2 separate regions of the Mus musculus genome follow, and region 2 is linked to region 1. A link is a contact called in public promoter capture Hi-C data. All regions are on one chromosome and are shown on one strand. Each heading gives the region's core, a stretch centred on a gene start, on an enhancer-like site or on the middle of the called end of the contact. The rest is flanking DNA. Distances are from core to core; before and after follow the strand shown.

What was found. Promoter capture Hi-C pulls out the DNA fragments that hold promoters and counts their contacts.
Region 2: a promoter capture Hi-C map of pre-B cells shows a contact between it and region 1, with 4 times the contacts expected there. The contact joins the promoter of Kptn here to the promoter of Zswim9 in region 1. A contact is called at or near these places in 2 of 39 promoter capture datasets (cranial neural crest and pre-B cells) and 1 of 115 datasets of contacts at active chromatin or transcription factors (large pre-B cells).

Annotation. Positions count from the first base shown.
Region 1 is chr7:13,277,445-13,280,008 of GRCm38.p6, forward strand. Zswim9 (zinc finger SWIM-type containing 9) reads right to left here and starts at 1,277. Exons shown (of 5, transcript NM_177312.4): 1 at 1,200-1,277. It overlaps Lig1 (ligase I, DNA, ATP-dependent), which reads left to right and starts at 1,382. Exons shown (of 29, transcript NM_010715.3): 1 at 1,382-1,515.
Region 2 is chr7:16,118,588-16,121,151 of GRCm38.p6, forward strand. Kptn (kaptin) reads left to right here and starts at 1,289. Exons shown (of 12, transcript NM_133727.2): 1 at 1,289-1,594; 2 at 1,903-1,985; 3 at 2,125-2,209; 4 at 2,283-2,337. The coding sequence starts at 1,372.

The DNA.
Region 1 (2,564 bases), core at 27-2,526:
GAGAAGAGCTGGACATCAGACCCATCTCCACCTGGGTTACCACAATTTCATCATCAGACTGTCTTATCAGCTACTGCTGCCTCAGGTACGTCTCAGACAAATCAAAGTGGTTTCATTGTTTGCTTTCCAGATAGGAATCTCCATCCCATTTTTGTGGTTCACCTGTTGCCTTCCCAGATTCAGTTGGCATTTAATCAATTTCAATCCTAGTTCCAGTTGCCTTAGATGTGACCTCTAGGTACAAATGGAATCAGTTCTACATATCTTGCCTTTAGCTCAGCTGTGAGCATCTTTGCAAATGTATTCCCAGCTTCTTGCTAAGATTTCTCCTTCTTCCAGATGTGAGTCCTATGCCTGGTGATAATATCTAGTAGTCCCATTCATCTGTAGCTCCCTTTCCCACAAGTCTACATTTGAGTGTAACTCATATCTACTCTCATAGCTAAGGCATGAATCTCTCATCCCAGTCATAATCCTCATACACCTTTCTTCTCCCTAGGTGTATCAAATGTGCAGCTGTTGCCCCTCAGATATGACTGCCTTGAACTGCTACTTTGATCTGTGTTTTTTGCTTCCCAGAGATGCTCTTATCTCCAGATGTGCTGCCCATGTCCAGTCAGGGATCATTCGCCTACAGGGGTGTGGCCCACTTGTGGCAAATTCAACTCAGAAGTGTCACCAATAGTCATCTTTGGTCCATACTCCTAAGACTTATTCTCCTCCTGGGCCAAGTTGCAGTCCCCTCTTCCCAGAAATTGCTACTATTCTCAATGTGTATCTTCGTTTTGGACACGGCGCCTTGTCCTCAGATGGGCTTCTTCACTACTAATGCTCCCCCGGGCCCCCACGTCCCGCTGAGCCTCTTGTCCCTTGCACAGCCCCTTTTATCCAGTTCCCACCTCTCGAGACTCTCTCAACCTGTCTCTCCGCTGCTCCTCCCGGCCTGACCATCCCACATAGCGGTGCTTCTCCACTCCTAAAGCTGTGCACCCTTCCGGCCCCCTCCCCCTCAACTCACCTACCCAACCCAAAGCGGCGTCCACCTCCCACAATGCCTCGCGCCCAAGCCCAGCCCGGCCCTTGCTCCCGGGATGCCCCGCGCGGTATCCCGCCTTTCTTCCCCTAGTGCCTGGCAAGGTGGCTTTCCACCAACCCTTCTCTTCTCCCCGACTGTCACCCTTACGACCTCGCAGGCTCACCGGCTCATCCACAGGGAGGACAGGCTTGGGGCCGCTTCCCAGCATGCTGTGCGGGACAGCGCCCCTCCCTCTCCCCACTCTGTCCCATTTCTAGGCTGCCTCACGCTCTAGAGACTACAACTCCCAGCAGCCTCCGGGCGATAGTTGCGGCACGCGCTACTCGCAGGCCCCCGCCCTTGCTCGTCTCCGCCCCCTCCCGCCAAAGTGCGCGCGAAATCTGTGTGGCGCGAATTTGGGGATTTCGGGTTTGCGTCTCTGAGCGAGCGAGCGAGCGAGTGAGCGAGTGTGGCGGCGTCCGGCAAAGTGATTTGGAGAGGCAAGTGGGGACGTGGGCACGGGCTTGGGGCTGGGGTCGGCGAGAGTGCCGAGCGCTTGTCGCCAGTGAGCTTTGCAGGTTCCGGGTGCGGCCAGCGGAACGGGAATGGGGACGTCGCGGCGACCGAGGGCGCAGGAGAGAGGGCAGCAAGGAGCCGTGTACAGGGAGAGCCACTGGCTGACTGGCTGACTGATTGACTGGTTGACCAAGGCCGCAGGAGTTTTGGTGTCTGCGGAGGACTGGTGGCGGCTTGGAAGGGCGTGACTAGGGAGAAAGCCTGGCGGTGGGCGTGGCCATCAGAATTAGTGGCGCCAAGAGAAGAGGGGCGGCCTGGGGCCGGAAAGGAAGGCTTGAGTGTGGTGTTTCACCCTGGACGCCTGCTATCAATCGGTGTGGGATGCTTGGTGTTATGGGACGCTTGTAATGAAAGCAAGGTGACGTCATTGGTCAGATAGTGGTCCGATTTGAAGACTAGAGAAGCTTGGCGCGATGAGTGTCAGGAGCCAGGGAAAAGGTGAGCTTGGCTGCCAGAAGGGGCACGGATGGGATAAGACTGGAGATCTGCAGACACTTAGGGGAGGGTCAGGTCTTGTTGCTTAGTGTATATGGAGTTGAAGAGGCAGAGAAACTTGAACAGGGAGGACAGAGGGAAGTTGTCAGGGTGAGGATGGACATTTGGAAAGGGAAGCTGGCCTTTGGCATTTGGCAGCCAAGGAAGGCTTCAGATATAGCTTAGTGGTACAGTGTTTTCCTAGCAGCAACAGACCCTGCCTGGGTTCTATCTTCAGTAATATAAAGGGGAAGGGGGCAGATAACGAAACTTAACTCTCAAAGAATAAAAATGTGAAAAAAAATAAATGTCAGTAAAATTTTCTCATTCTATGGAGAGCAGTCACCATTAAGATAGATCCACCTGTATCTATCCCATAATGCTGGGTTTACAGGCATGTACAACCATGCCTGCCTGACATTATTATTATTATTATTATTATAACATGGGTGCTGGAGATTCAAACTCATGTTCTCTCTCTCTTTTTAACAGCAGGCAC
Region 2 (2,564 bases), core at 39-2,538, 2.8 Mb after region 1:
TTGTGTCTGAGGCTATGCATCCCAGGTGCTGGAGTTGATTGAAGTGGCAGATCCAGACCCCCTGAAAGGCCTCATAGCACCTGGCTGGTAAGCCCTCCATCACAGAAACCTCAGTCCAGATCCTGCTCTCCCTCAGCGTCGGGCTCAAACTTTGTAAAGCTCTTTGCATAGTTCTGGTGAGAAGTTTGTGAGGGACTCTCTAAAGGGTGTGATGGCACCAGGAGCAGTGTGAGTGGACAAGGTAGCCATGGGTCCTGCAGACTGTCACTATGAATGTTCACTAAAGCAGGTAGTCTCTTCTGCCATCAGGATGGACAGGTTAACTGATCTTTTCCCTGGTACAAGAATACACTTTACTGTTTTAAAGATAATATTGCTTAAAGAATTTACTTAACTCAGTTGGCCTATATAATAGATTCAAGAGTACCTTAGGGCCAGCAAGATGGCTCAGCAGATACTGGTGCTTGCTACCATGCCTAAGCAGTTCAATTGCTGAGACCCAGAAGGTGAAGGGAACTGACTCCCAGAGTTGTTCTCTGATCACATGCCATGGTACATGTGCCCATACAGAAACATACACATAAGTGTTTTAAAAATATTAAGAATACCTACTTTAGAAGGGCACGCCTGTGTTCTTGGCACGTGGCATACAGAGGTAAGAGGATTGTCACAAGTTTGTTGCCAGCCTGATTTGTAAATTATTGGTTCAGCCAAGGCTATGGAGTAAGATCCTGTCTCTAAAAGTAAAAAGTTTAGATATGTGCCTCCACTTCAGCTTGCTTATGAGTTTAAATAAATTGGCAGATCGAATGTGCTTATCCAAAAGGGTAGTAATTAGGTTTTATAATTGTTTTGTTGTTCAGATAGTTTTTGTTGGAGAATGAGTGTATTTATAGGAGTGCATGTGTGTGTAGAGAGAGACAGAAGTTGGGGGCTGGGAGTGTCTCCTGCAGACCGACGGGCCTGAAAACTACTTATTACTTAAGCTTAGCCTCTAACTTTGTAGAAGGGTTGAAACTGCTGCGACTGCCTCCACTTCCCAAGTGCTGTACTCACAGGAGTGTGTGCCCACCCACAGTTCAGGGTGATACTTATTCTCCTTTACACACTGCTTTCAGAGAGGCCCAGAGACGCCTCCATTCCCCCATCTCAAATCCTGGAAGGCCCTCTCCATAGCTCCGAAATGGGCAAGGACAGAACACTCAGTTGCAGAAGGGCAATTTTGTCTGGGCCGCCCAGTCAAGGAACCAAGCGCCATATTTGTAGAGGGCAGTAACCGCAGCTTCTTGACGTCATCAGTATGCGCTAGTGGAGGTTTCCTGACAGGTTGGGGAGCATCAGGCCATCTGGGACCGATCGCGGAGGGCCAGGATGGGGGAGGCGGCCGTGGCAGAGGGACCTTGTCCACTGCTGGAGGACAGCTTCACGCGCTTCTCGTCGCAAAGCAACGTGTACGGGCTTGCTGGAGGCGCGGACGGGCGAGGGGAGTTGCTGGCCGCCACTCTTAAAGGCAAGGTGCTCGGCTTCCGCTATCAAGACCTCCGACAGAAAATCCGGCCTGTGGCTAAAGAGCTGCAATTCAACTACATTCCCGGTGCGTGGCGCTGTGGTGCCTGGGGCGGGACTAGAGTCTGGTGTTGAGGATTCTAAGATTGTCACTGTGTTGCGAGGTCAGGGTCAAAACTGATAATCATTAGGGTTCGAGACAGTGGTCATCATGGCCTGAAAGTAGTTAGGGTTCAGGATTCCGCAAACATAAGTTATCAACAGCATAGTAGTCGGTGTTCAGAGGTCATGATGATAGCGGTCAGACGCCTGCATCTGCTGTGGTATGAAGTTAGTGTGGTTAGGCTGCAAGAGTGGAGACCTGCCTAATCAGTGAACTTTGAACTCCCCTCATAGTGGATGCTGAGATCGTCTCCATCGACACTTTCAACAAGTCACCCCCAAAACGGGGCCTGGTTGTGGGCATCACTTTTATAAAGGTACCACAGCACCCTCCACCTGTCCACGCCCTCCTCCTTAGTCACTGTGGATCCCACCAAGTCTCTCTCAAGTGCTCTGAATCTACTCCAAATGCCTGTCACCTCCCCTACCTCCCCTGAGAGAAGTTTCCACCCCCAGGACTCAGGAGACAAGGGCAGTCCGTTTCTTAACATTTACTGTGACTATGAGCCTGGCTCAGAGTACAACCTGGACTCTATTGCAGGTGAGTGGGGCTTAGGGGAGAGCGTAGCTGGGGCTGCCAGGGGCTGCTGGGCTTAACTTGTGTCCTTCTGCAGAGAGCTGCCTGAATTTGGAACTCCAGTTCACACCTTTCCAGCTGTGCCACGCAGAGTGAGTGACCCTGGGCACCCATGCTCTCCTACCCTTTCCTTGCACTCAGAGGCTTTTGCCCTATCTGGAAAACAAAAGGCTTTTCCTCTACTAAGGATTGGAAACAGGTAGTGTTAGGGGCCCAAAAGGTGATGGGAAGTATAGCCGGGAAGTGGGGTTTCACTGAGCTTTAGCAGACTGGAATCCACACACCTGCCATCACCAGTCTGGTTCTCGTGGTGCTTTTC